2 separate regions of the Zea mays genome follow, and region 2 is linked to region 1. The links are chromatin contacts, called in public Hi-C maps. All regions are on one chromosome and are shown on one strand. The core of a region is the stretch at or near the end of the contact, and the rest is flanking DNA. Distances in the headings are between cores, read along the strand shown. Region 1 holds the start of LOC103634803 (protein SAR DEFICIENT 1). Region 2 holds the start of LOC107457600 (Putative WRKY DNA-binding domain superfamily protein).

Evidence for each region. Hi-C and Micro-C count contacts between places; a contact is called where the count stands out from the background.
Region 2: a Hi-C map of bundle sheath shows a contact between it and region 1, with 2.6 times the contacts expected there. The contact joins the promoter of LOC107457600 here to the promoter of LOC103634803 in region 1. A contact is called at or near these places in 3 of 25 Hi-C or Micro-C datasets (bundle sheath, ear and leaf).

What each region holds. Positions count from the first base shown.
Region 1 is chr8:13,330,929-13,337,823 of Zm-B73-REFERENCE-NAM-5.0, reverse strand. It overlaps LOC103634803 (protein SAR DEFICIENT 1), which reads right to left and starts at 2,494. Exons shown (of 6, transcript XM_008657393.2): 1 at 2,223-2,494; 2 at 2,027-2,102; 3 at 1,195-1,911; 4 at 867-1,061; 5 at 646-763; 6 at 1-535. The coding sequence starts at 2,311. The coding sequence ends at 324.
Region 2 is chr8:13,507,437-13,513,934 of Zm-B73-REFERENCE-NAM-5.0, reverse strand. It overlaps LOC107457600 (Putative WRKY DNA-binding domain superfamily protein), which reads left to right and starts at 3,865. Exons shown (of 2, transcript NM_001321638.1): 1 at 3,865-4,258; 2 at 4,405-5,119. The coding sequence starts at 3,873. The coding sequence ends at 5,044.

The DNA.
Region 1 (6,895 bases), core at 1,245-3,744:
TTGGGAGCAGGAGCAGGAGCAGAGCAGGACGCTCCACGACCAGGCTGAACGGGAAAACTGAGAGATTACAATTACAACAAAGAATACGAATCAAACCAAAGAATCCTGCACTAGCTCGCTCGCCGCTTCTCGCTGCTCGCGGACGCTCGGCGGCGCGTCCGGCGATGCAGTGAAGGGCAGCTCGAACTCACCTACCCTTAGACCCTGCTGTTACATGAACACACACAGACACACTCACACACATGATCCTGGTCGTGGACATACAACCACGTTGTAGTTTTTTTTTAATGTTCATCCTGTTGCTGGAACCTTGCTAGCGATCTTCACTCGAGTTCCTCGTTCATGTCTTCTTCGGGGCTTACCCATCCAGCGCACATGTGGAACGCTTGGCCAGTCCACTGGTAGCCGAAGCTGTTGACCTGGGGAACGGGAACCACGTCGTCGTCGTCGTCGTCGTCGGGGAAGTCCATCTCCGCGGCGTTCTGGAACCAGAGCGGTGTGTCCACCGGCGCCGGCGCCGCGACGTGCGCTGCGTCTGCAGGTCGCCCGTGCACAAGGTGTTAGAGCAGGGGAATAATCGAGGCGGTCAGGCGGAACTCCTAACCGTCTGCAACTAGAAAGGAAAGTTGGTTGGGACACTTTTACTCTGCAGCAGCGGAGCGTTGGTGTCGGTGTGGCCGTCGAGCATGAAGGCCTCCTCGGCCGCGTCCTGGAGGCTGTGGCGGTGCTCGTACGCGTCCTGCAGCATCTGCTGCACCATCATCTGCCGGAGCCGGAACGAGAGTACATGTCAGAACGAACAAAACCAATGGGAGCTCATGCTCATCTGACCTTCTGTTCTGAGATGGCGCTGGCGGAGGACTCACCGTCTGGCCCCTGTTCAGCTGCTGCAGCGGCCACTCGACGCCGCCGACGTCGACCCTCACGACGTTGAAGATGGAGTCCACGAAGATGGTGCCGTGCGGCGTGGCGTGCGCGTACACCTTGCCGTCGGGGGCGCAGGTCCTGGCGTGCCTCGTCGCCGCCTCCCACATGCGGTCTCTCATGCCGTCGCCCAGAATCTGACCCCTCCTCCCCCACAGAAACCCACAATCAATAGCACTGCAGTAGTTACTTACTACTACAAGCTAGCACGGTTGATGAAATGAAATGAAAATGGACGCCAAGCTGCGTTCTGAACGCATGCAAACTCACCGCGCGAAGCTCGTCGGGGTTCACCATGAGCATCCGGACGAACTCCTGCACGGTGCCGACGTTGCGGCACATCAGCCTCGTGTGGAACGCGCCTCCCATGCGGATCTTCTCCAGCCTCCACACGTCGTCCGTGAGGGCGGGCGGGTAGTGCTTGCGGCACCGCTCGCCCCTGTGGTCCTTGACCACGAAGGCCTCCGTCACGGCCTCCTGGACCCGCGCGCCGCCGCCGCCGCCGCCGCCGCAGGCCGCGCGGGCGGCGATGCGGAACCTGCGGCTGCGGACCCAGGACGAGTTGTCCGTGAACCGGAGCTCGCCCACCGTGGCGCGCCCGTCCCTCAGGGTGAGACCGACGTCGCCGGTCAGGAGCGGGCGCCTGCCCTCGCGCTCCCTCACGACGCTCCTCTCCAACTCGTCCGCGGCCCAGTCCTCGCGCCCGTCCGGCGGGAAGTCGCCCAACACCGGGACCAGCTCCACGCGCAGCGCCCGCGGGACCGGGGGCGCGGCGGGCGAGCCGGTGCACGCGTCCACGAGGACCACCTCCAGCGGCCTCCCGGCCTCGCCCTCGATCTTGCTGCCCGTGAAGATCGGCAGCTGCGGCGGCGTCCGGAACGCCAGCTTCCACGCCGCCCGTTCCGCCGCCGGCGTCTCCGCCGGCGCCCTCTCGATGTAGCGCAGGCTCTGCATGAGCCTGAGCCCTGCCTCGACCTCCTCTTGCACCTGCACCAAGCCACCAACGGTGACCACGAGACACGGAGCCGGTCACGACGCCTGCTTGCTTCGCTCGCAGGAAGAAATGGGAATCGAGCCGGCCGGTCGGCCGGCCGTCGCTTACCACTCGGCGGATGAGAGGCTCCAGACACCTGAGCAGGTTCTGCATCTCCTTCTGCATCATCGCCTCCCGAATCACCCTGCAATTCGTGGATCGCGAACAGTCAGTCCGATCGAGCGGCCATTAACGAAAACAGAGGGGGAGCAAGAGCGAGAGCCAGCTCGGGAGATGAAAGAAAGAAGGCACGCGGCTCCCGTACGTCGACAAGGACGGCAGGCGGCGCATGCGGTTGTCGCCGGGCTGGTCGCCGTCCTGCTCGTACCCGTCGTGGAGGTGCTTCGCCGCCATTGTTGCTGTTGCTACTAGCGCAGGGACGGTCGGTCACCGTTTCTTGGGCGCTAAGGTCTCGAAGCTATTTTCAGAGACAAGGTGGATCCAATCCAAGCAGAATGATTGACTGGGCTAGCTGCTCGAGTAGGAGAGGAGGCTGAGAATGGTTTTTTGTGCGTTGGCCGTTGGTGCGGTTTGGGCAGAGTTGCTCGCTAGCGTCCGCCATTCTTATATAGAGACAGACGCAATGTGTGCCGGGCTGGGCCGGGCCGGCGTTGCACAGTGTGCTCGCGGGAAATGAGAGGTGGGAGCACCGAAGTCAGGAAGGTGCCGCGAAGCGCGAAGGTGAGACTTGCCGATGCCATAGAGTGAGGAAGTGAGGAGAGCGAGGTCGACTTGTCGCGTTCGTGTGATCGTGTCTCTCGTCACCAGCCAGAGCTGCCTCTCATTGTTCGATGAAAGTGCCGTGCGTCTTGATTTAAATTTTGATGCAGCGGCCGGAATAGTGCTGTTGCTATATCAACGTAAACCAACCAGGCTTAAGAATCAGGAATCAGGTCTTGTTTAGTATAATTCTGTATTATTATTAGAATACTTTAGATTAAAATCAGGTGTTCTTACTGCTGCAACTGTAATCTATAGAGATAAAACAATAATAAAAGCCAGTACGGATTAAAGCCAAGCGAACGTGAATTTATTTCTTTAGCCTAATAAATAGCTAGGTTGAAGTTGTTATATAAAAGCATTTGGTAGAACAGTTTTCCATACTTCTCGTATACTAGATTGAATAGACTGAGAGAGTGACATAAGTGAAACTAGTGCTTTTAGCTTGATCTAGCATTTGAACGTAATGGCAGGAGCTCTACCTTTTAATTAAAAAAAGAATATAATTGACTCAATTTTAAGAAAAATCGAGCCTGAAACCTATGCAGAGTGCACAAACAGGCCAGGCAACGTCAGCTCCCACATACAACCCATCCATAGTCATCGTTGCTGAGCTCGACACAAGGGACAAGCAGCTTCGACTCCGCAAGACGGGCCGCACACGGCCAAAGAAAACACGATGATGCCTACACCCAAACACCAACACAAAAGGAGCAAGATCGCGGTGCGTCGTCGTTGCGAAGCCTCAACACATCCTATGTGAGGTAGCTCTGATTCTACACCAACGAGCTCAATCCTCCGTCCCACCCCAGGCAATTGCCCAACCTATGAAACAATCAAGTCCACAAAGAAGGGGGGGTTCGCCACCTGTCATCGTTGTCGAGTCACATCCCTTGATGTAGCAGCTTCGACTTCATGTTGCAAAAACCCACCTTGACCCACATACTAGACGGCGAGAAGCGAAAGCAACAACCGAAAGGGGATGTCGTGGTCGATACGAACATCAATGCGACGCCTTCAAGAAGGTAGTGACGTCGGGGATGACACTGTCGTGTGTCCGATATGCATCGGGCTTTCGCCCAAGGAAGACATTGCTGGAGGATGCGACACCCTCGACAGGGATGCGGCACCCACATATGTCACCGTCGTCGAGGCTTTCGCCCAAGATGCCCCCAGCACATCAACACGCCAAGATGCACCGTCGCCTTGACATCCCGCACAAACCCCTCTAGAGGGGCATCGACGCGCCGGCTGCCGCAGCAGCCGCAAAGCCGTGTCATCCACCACCCCTCCGGCTGGGCACACAGAACCAGACAATATCTTGTCGCGTGCATCACACTGGCGCACCAGAGCCGATGTCGGTTGCCGCCGTAAGCTCTAGCACACACAGCCACCACAACCAGCTGTTGTCAGGCACCCTGTCGCCGCCACCACCATGTGCTAGCTCGATCCACTGGTCGTTACTGCAGCAGACGAAAGGAGGTCCCGCCACTGCCATTCCGGTCAACCGTGTCACCCTGCGGCGCATCCCGCCGTGCCACTAGACATCTCCACTCAACCCGTCGCGGCTGCCCCGGCCCTTGCTCAGGCAAAAACGGCCAGCCATGAGCATCGTCGTGGCATCAGGGCTAGCTCCGCAGAACGACGCCCATCCCCGACAGCCGCACGCCAGCGTCGGGCACCACTCCGTCCCTAGAAGCCACACCATCACCAAACTCCACCCCGACTGCCGCGGCCCCCGAGGAATCACCCCCAGCTGGGCTCCTCCCTATGGATCTACAACCCACAGCGGTCTTCCCTCCTCTTGCTTAGGCAAAAACAGGCCAGACGCTATCCTCGAAAGTCGCCCCAGCGCCGAACTCCACCCCAGCTGACACAGCCCTCATGGATCTGCCACGATGAGTCGCCGACTCGCACCACCATGCCACCAAATTCGGGGGTCACCGCCTGGCCCTCGAGCACCGCCTTCCCGTGGCCTTCGTCGACGGTGCCGGGTTCATGTGTTGGCTCTAGGACCAGCCTGCCAGCACCTCGAACGGTTGGCACGCGAAGGCCGCTGACCTTGCGTGTGTGCATGTCACCGACGAATCCGCGGGCAGCACCAACATGCACCACCTCGCCGTGCGCGCCGACATGGCCACGGCGGAGTCGAAGCCATAGCCGGGCCACAACATGCCTCCCGACTTCAGGAAGGGACTAAAGCCTCGTCGCCGCCCTCCTCGCCAGTCGTGCGGTTCTCGGGCGACTCACTCTGATGGCGGCGCGACAGGGGAAGGGGTGCAGTGGGTGTGGCGGCGTTAGGGTTGGGGTTGTGTGGGGGACAGATATCCCCCGGGTCCACCAGAAGGATAAAAGACCTCACGAAAGGCTCGAGGGCCCAATAAATCGTAAGGTCATCCCTTCGTGGGCCTGGAGAGGAATGACCAGTGAAGCAGATCGACACAAGGCCGGATCGGTGCGAGCCCAGACGGCCCAACAACGTCGAGCAAGTAACCACAACAGAGACCCGACTTTCCCGCGCTGGAGCCCCGTACAACGGAACCAAGCGAGGATGAGTCGGCAGAGCTATAGGAAGATAGACTCAATCAGTTCACTATTTTTTAGGTGCGCATTGTCATCATATCTGCATGTACTGCCCCACGGTCGAATATATAAGGCCTAGGGGGCACCCCTTCAGAACGATCGATCTCACTACTCAGCCATCCACCCCGACTCTCTACGTTCCCAACATTAGAGAGCTCCCTTGTAATCCACCACATAAAGCATTCTCGCCAGGACGTAGGGTGTTATGCATCTCAAAGCGGCCCGAACCTGTACACCATTGTCTACTGTTTCTCGTGCACCTTGCACGAACCATTGAGCTACAGTCGGTAACACCGTCCTACTCCTAAAAACACCTTGAGGGGCAACCCCGGGTGTGCGGTCGGACCCAAAACACCGACAACTGGCGCGCCAGGTAGGGGGTGTGTCGCCGATCTAAGCTAGCTCAATGGTCGTCACCTTCCAGCACAAGATCACCCTCCGCCCCGGATCCGTATTATGCTTCGGAACTATCTCATCCATAGCAGATGAAGAAGGAACTCTACATCGCATCGCAGACCCGCCAAGGAAGAAGTCTCTTCCAACAACCTCCGAAAATGTCAGAGTAAGGCAGGGAAAAGCGCAACCTCCAGCGCTCCGAAGAAAGACCGCCTTCAGCAAGCCGGGGGCCGAGGGCACGCTGACCCGGAGAACTCCACTGTCTACCTCCCCGACGAAAGAATGGACACAAATCGCAAGGAAGAAAGAAACAAATAAAACCGGGAGGAAGCAAGTCGTTCTTTCCGTGCCTCTGCCCTCAAAAGAGAACGAAAAGAAGATCGCCCCGACAGCCGCACCATTCTACCCCGACGTCCTCTTCATCGGGAGAGTGGAGTCGCCCCCCATCTCCGACGACGAACCGACCGCACCTGGAGAGGAACCTCCTCAGCGGGAATCCCGCCGACGAAGGAACCGACGCCGAAATATCCGGCGACATCACGAGGCCGGAGAGCGGGACCCGGAGCAGCCTGTCTCGTGAGATGAGGTCTCGGAGATAGGGGAAACTCCGGAGGAACGTGTCTTCAGAGAGCGGAGGAATTCCCGACGGCATGATCGCCGACGGGCTCAGGAACAAGCTGAGCAGAAGGCAAGGCAGCGTCGGGAAAATCCACTCTTCGGGCGCAACCTGAACCCCGACTTCGCCCGGGCCATGAACACGCCGAGTGAAGTTGGAGGGGTACTGGCTCGGATAGCTGATGGACTCCCTCGGACTCCCGACGCCGAGGGCTATCGACGACTATTCACTCAAGTAGCCAACCATCTTCTACCTCTCGCTCACCCGCCGAATGACCTACGACACACCATCAACAGCCGTCGGGACGCGCGAAGCTTCATCAACGCCTCGCGTGAACGACAACATGAGAACGAGATCCACCGCCGGGAAGAATACGACAGGGACCACGACATCCCAGCTCGAAGTCAGGCCACCAGAACCGAGTCGGCAACGGCCTCGACTGGTGGAACCACCCGGGGACGGTCGAGGCACCACGACAACTACTCCCCTCCCCGGAACAGACATCGTCCCCGACGACAAGAAGACACGTGTGGAGTGTCTGCTCTTACTCCACGCCTTAGGGCCATTCAATGGCCTCCTAACTTCAAGGTATCCAATGTCGACAAATATGAACCTAAGCAGGA
Region 2 (6,498 bases), core at 2,616-5,115, 170 kb before region 1:
AATTTCTTGTCGTCATTGCCTTGGAGCATGTGGTGTTTATGTGAGAAGTCCTATGAACTTGTTAAGTTAATTCGGTTCTTAAGTGACCTAGGTGATACATCTCTAAGGGAAACTCAACTTTTTTGTGCCTACTATAAGCATCTCCTACCCTAAAACATGCCCACACATAATAACATTGTTCCCAAAGGTCTCCTCTATCACTCGTACCCATCAAATGTACTCTTAGAAAATTCTTAGGTAACACTTTGATGACTTGGCATCATTTGAAGACTAAGGGAATGTTTGGTTGAACTCTTCAAAAAGCTACCTAGGCTAGGTAGGCTTCCTAGGCATCCGATTTTGGCATTGGGAAGAATTTTTTTGTTTGGTAGGCATGTGCGTGCCAAGCCTCCAACCAAATACGCCATAAGCCACACTATTCTACCCAATATGATATACACCCTTACCACGCACCAAAGATGCATGCTAGATGTCCCTCAATGACATACAACCATATCTCATCATCCAAGTGTATAATCTACGCACAATCAAATCTACACTACACAATCATCATATCACATGGTCCATGGTCTATTAATACAATAAAAGTAGCATGTGTATGTAAGTAAAGCATGCTAAGCCTAATTGCGAGTATATATGCTAAGACAAAAATAAGTGCTAGAACGTCTAGTTGCAAGCCTAATAGGATTCTACAAGTGGGTGGAATATTACACCTTCATTTTCATTGAGGTCATCACCCAAGCTCTCTATATACTCATACTCTGTTGGGTCCTCCTCTGGTGTTGAAGGCATGGGAAACAATAGCGTGTTAAGAAATACAATTATTATGTATAACACATACAAACAAAAATCTATAAAAATATTGTAAGATATAAATGCACTCAAGCATAGCAACATCGCATGGAGGGTTTTTGAAAAAAAAAAATCCTATGTGAGACTTTTTAGAGTTAACACGTATTAGTTATGAGTTTCCAATGATTAATAGCCTTTCCTACGTACTTTTGGACATAAATAACACATTTTATGTCTAAAGGATGACACATGTCATCCTCCGGTGGTTCCATGTTACTATGTCCCTAGTAATGCCACGTGGGCACAAAGATATATATAGCTAGGCTGATTGGTGATCTTCAATAGTCAACTGACAACATCGACTGAGCTAGCTTGGCAGACAAGTGCAATACGTCAGGTTTATTAGGTCGTCCGTACATATGCCAAGGGAAAGTGAAATCATGTTATGGGTTGGATTAGAAACTTAGGTTAGGTCGAGTCTATGGGCTGGATTCACTCCGTTATGCCATTATGGACTGTTTTTTGGCACACCATGGACCGTCCCTTTTGTGCTCGCTGCTCGGTGAACCATGTGTCTATGGACCCAATGCATGTGGCTGATCCTTGGTGTCTGAGATCACACGTGGTTAACGTACGGTGGATAGTGCTTATGGTCCTCTCTCTATGAGGCCAAAAGCAAAGGTGAGCGTAAAGCAAGCTCAGGTTAGCTTTAGTTTATATAATATATATATATATATCTAATTTGCTATTTATATTGTCACTTAATCAACATATGATATATAATTATATATGTTCATTACATATTTGTTCTAGATTGGTCCTGGACTCTTGGCAGAAGGGGAAAGGCAAGGCCTCACGTATCCGTGGCTGTATAGACTATCTTGACCATTGACTTCTCTCCCCTCCTTGCCATGCAACACCAATCTTGATGCAATATTTCTTCACCTGTTCGTTATTTTATTCACCTGCTATGCTACATCTCCGTCGTCGCGCCAATCTTGAACGCAAGGTGAAATGTCCAAGATAGCTAGCTCTTGCATTTGCAGGCAATACTGACTCCACTAAAAAGAAACGAACTCTATTTATCTTTACTACCACCCTGGTTTTCTACTTTTCTCCCTCCCGGCTCTTTGACATTTTCAACCAAAACGCATGCCTGACCGCCACCGGCCACCCTGGTTCTCTATATACTCAGGGTCTGTTGGGTCCTCCTCTGGTGTTGAAGGCATATGGGAAACAATTAATAGAGTGTTAAGAAATACAATTATGTATAACACATACAAACAAAAATCTATAAAAATATTGTAAGATGTAGATGCACTCAAGCATAGCAACATCGCATGGAGTTCAATGGTTTTTGAAAAAAAATCCTATGTGAGACCTTTTTTTAGAGTCAACACGTATTAGTTATGAGTTTCCAATGATCAATAGCCTTTCCTACTTTTGAACATAAATAACACATTTTATGTCTAAAGGATGACACATGTCATCCTCCGGTGGTTCCATGTTAATATGTCCCTAGTAATGCCACGTGGGCACAAAGATATATATAGCTAGGCTGATAGGTGATCTTCAATAGTCAACTGACAAAATCGACTGAGCTAGCTTGGCGGACAAGTGACATACGTCAGGTTATTAGGTCGTCCGTACATATGCCAAGGGAAAGTGAAATCATGTTATGGGTTGAATTAGAAACTTAGGTCTAGTCCGTGGGCTGGATTCACTCCGTTATGGACTGTCGTTTGGCGCACCATGGACCGTCCCTTTTGTGCTCGGTGAACCACGTGTCTATGGACCCGATGCATGTGGGTGATCCTTGGTGTCTGAGATCACACGTGGTTAGCGTACGGTAGATAGTGCTTATGGTCCTCTACGAGGCCAAAAGCAAAGGTGAGCGTAAAGCAAGCTCAGATAGTCAGATTAGCTTTAGTTTATACATCTATTTTGCTAAAAAAAATTTGAAATTGGCAAGAGAGTTGCCTTTCATATTAAAAAGGGGATGGGCGCCCAGAGATACTACAAATAGTAAATCTCAACAAAAAAAAAACGGAAAAGGCACTAAAAACAGAGGCGTGGTCGCCATGCATCAAAAACACAAAGTTATACCATATTGGCTAAATGTTTTGCCCCTCCTCGAATCCACCAACAGGCCTCCTCTTTGATCTTTGCGAGAGTCTGTTGTAGGGTTGTCCCTTTTTTTTTCAAAAATTCGCGAGTTTATCGCATACCAAATCCTCCCAGAGACGAGAATGGTGAGGGTACGTAAGCACTTCTTATCTCTTATTGCAGATGCCGCAAGATTCGACCACCACTGCTGCATGTCAGGCGGAATAGTGGATCTCAGCACTTGAAGCCCACATGCTCAACTCAGCCCAAATGCGTTTGGTGAAGCAGCATTCAACAAAGAGATGAAATCCAGATTCCTCATATATTTCGCTATTTATATTGTGACTAAATCAACAAATGATGTATAATTATATATGTTCATTACATATTTGTTCTACTACTCGCTAGATTGGTCCTGGACTCTTGGCAGAGGGGAAAGGCAAGGCGGCAAGGCCTCACGTATCTGTGGCTGTATAGACTATCTTGACCATTGACTTCTCTCCCGGCCTCCTTGCCATGTAACACCAATCTTGATGCAATATTTCTTCACCTGTTCGTTATTTTATTCACCAGCTACCTCTCCGTCGTCGCGCCAATCTTGAACGCAAGGTGAAATGTCCAAGGTAGCTCTTGCATTTGCAGGCAAGGGTGTCCGAAAAATTCAAGCTCCTCCTCGCAGATGGCTCTCAATACTGACTCCACTAAAAAGAAACGAACTCTATTTATCTTTACTAGCACCCTGGTTTTCTACTTTTCTCCCTCCCGGCTCTTTGACATTTTCAACCAAAACGCTGAAACGCATGCCTGGCCGCCACCGGCCACCCTGTTAATCCTTTTAAAGTTGGTTCTAGCTGTCGTACCGTCCGTACTCCGTACAACCCAACCACCCCCGCCCCACCCCACCCGTTGCAAGTCAACGTCCGCTAGCTCTCTCCCCTACCTCCATTGGGCCACGAACTCAAGAGAGCTGAGCTATGGAGGCCGCCGATCTGCGCTGGTGCTGTGGTAGCAGCAGCAACGACTGGGACCTACACGCCGTGGTGCGCTTCGCCAGCTGCAGTGGTGGTGGCAGCCGCGTCACTACTAGCTCGCCGCTGCGGGCCTCGGACGAACCATTCTCATCCTGCCTGCTGCCGCCGCCGCAGTCACAGACGAAGGACGAGGTGACGGACGCCGCGGCGCCGCAGCAGCTCCCGACCGGCCCTGCCGTCGGCGTCGACGACTTGTGCCTGCAGCAGGCCTTCCTCGGCCTCGCCACGCCGCAGCCAAGAAACAACGAAGCGCCGCCGCCGGCCAAACGACCACGAACTCCCTACCGCAGTAATAACGGCGTTGGCGGACCGACACGTTCGAAGAGAAAGTATGTATCAGCCCGCCGTAGGCGGCCGGCGGCCCATCTAAATCTCTATTTTTTTCGATTATTTCCTCGCGAAATACTGGCAGTACCTGCCTACCTGGGAGGGAAGGAAACGACTTCAGCTCGCGCTTGTATTCGTATTTTCGTAGAAAGAAGAAGAGCCAGACGAGCAAGAAGGAGGTGGCGCGGGTGCCCGTGGGCGCGTCTCCGGACCCCTGGGCGTGGCGCAAGTACGGGCAGAAGCCGATCAAGGGGTCGCCGTACCCGCGCGGATACTACCGGTGCAGCACCGACAAGGACTGCAGGGCGCGGAAGCAGGTGGAGCGCTGCCGCACCGACCCCTCCACCCTCATCGTCGGCTACACCGGCGAGCACAGCCACCCCGTCCCGCTCCATCGCAACGCCCTCGCTGGCACCACGCGCAACAAGCCGCAGCCAGCACCGCCGTCCACCTCCTCCCCGGCCGAGCAGCCTGATCCAGCTGCATCGCCGATCGATGACACTACTACTCCGCTGCTTTGTCCGTCCGTGCTGGGAGTGGAGTGCGAGGAGGAGGAGGAGAACACTGTCGCCGCCGGTCTGCTGCTCGAGGATGCGGAGATGGAGGGATATGAAGACGTGCTGTTGTTCCTCAAGCCCGCTCCGAGTCCCAGCAACGGCAGTGGCTCCAAGGACGTCATGCTATTTCCGGATCCCCATAGGCCTGCTCCGGGTGCGGACAATACCGGAGGCTCGGAGAAAGTCGTGCCACTCTCGAACCTCCAGTCCACGAGCTACCACTTCCAGTAACGACGAGCAGCAGCAGATCGAACGGGCGATGGCTCCGGCGGCCATGAACGTCAGAGACGAGCGGTGACCTTTCTCACGCCTTACGTCATGGGCGGCTGCAGCGCCGGCGGCGGCGACCAACTGGGTCTGACTTATGCTGCATGCATACAGCGATCTCCAACTCCAAGCACCCTGTGTCAGAAATTTATATATTTCTACGTTTAATTTAATTAAGAAATGTAGCGCAGTATAGATGTGACGATATATGTATACCTGTAAAATATTACTATTCACAAGGTTAGTAAAAATATACATATTCTCCATATTCTCCTTAGAAGCGTTATCTCTTCAGAGTTTCTCAATTTTTTGGTAGATTTTAATCACCTCTTTACACGTCTTGTGGACTCCATATTCTCCTTATTAGTGTTCATCTTGATTATCACAGTTTGATGATCATAGTTCATGAAAATAGCCGGTATATGTTTTCCAACTGTCAATAAATTCATAAGGAGTTCACGGAGCCACTCAGTCGCAACAGAAGCGGTACTAATGTTGTGAGTTATGCTTCTATAATTGACCTCATTAAGATGGCCTACTTGCAAGACATTCATGAAAAATTGCCACTCGTAAGTGAGAAAACATATTCACTTGTGGCATATATGTCATCACCATTAGACATCCAATTTGTAGCATAATAACCCTTTAGATAGGGTACCCGATGTAGTGAATGCCATAGCTCATTGTACCTTTTAGATATCACATTACTCTTGTGGTTTCTAGAACCCGGGGATGATAAGATTTGTGTTCGGTAGGGGTGCTAGCGCGGACTCACTCCGAATGGTGAGCTACGAGGGACTCGAGGGTGGATCTGAGGCGAGTTGGTTATACTGGTTCAGGTCGGAGCTCTGGTCTAGTGCAGTGCTGATCGTAGTATTGTTTGGAACATGTTACATCTGAATGCTTGTGTCAAGTTGTAGAGATATGGGATGATGTTTGGATGGGGGTCGTCTTGTCCTTTTATAGCCTAATGGTAGACGTTACAATGTGGACTAGTATTCTACTGGGGTGGAGTTTGACCTCCTGCTTCTAGGCCTCATATCCCCTATGGTCTCGTCTGTTGGGTCATGCTTCTGGGCCTTGTAGCCCCTATGGAGTCGTCTGCCGAGGCGTGTGTCGTCGTACCTCTGGTATGGCATCGCGTCCTGTCCGTCTTCCTGTAGCTACTCCGATTTAGACATGGTGTTGCTTGGTGGGTTCTGTTGAGTCAGCTCAAGGCGTGGTTTAGGGATGTCTTCAGTACAACTTCATCTTCTGTCATCTCCTAGTGTCATATTTCATCAAGTGTAGACGCATGCCTAGTACGACATATTGCCCAACCCCTCCAGTGTATGGGTCACTGTAAAGACCCCCGATGTTGAGGTTTCTACGGCCACGATTGTCTGGGTCCATTAGTCAGCGGGGATATGTATCCGTTG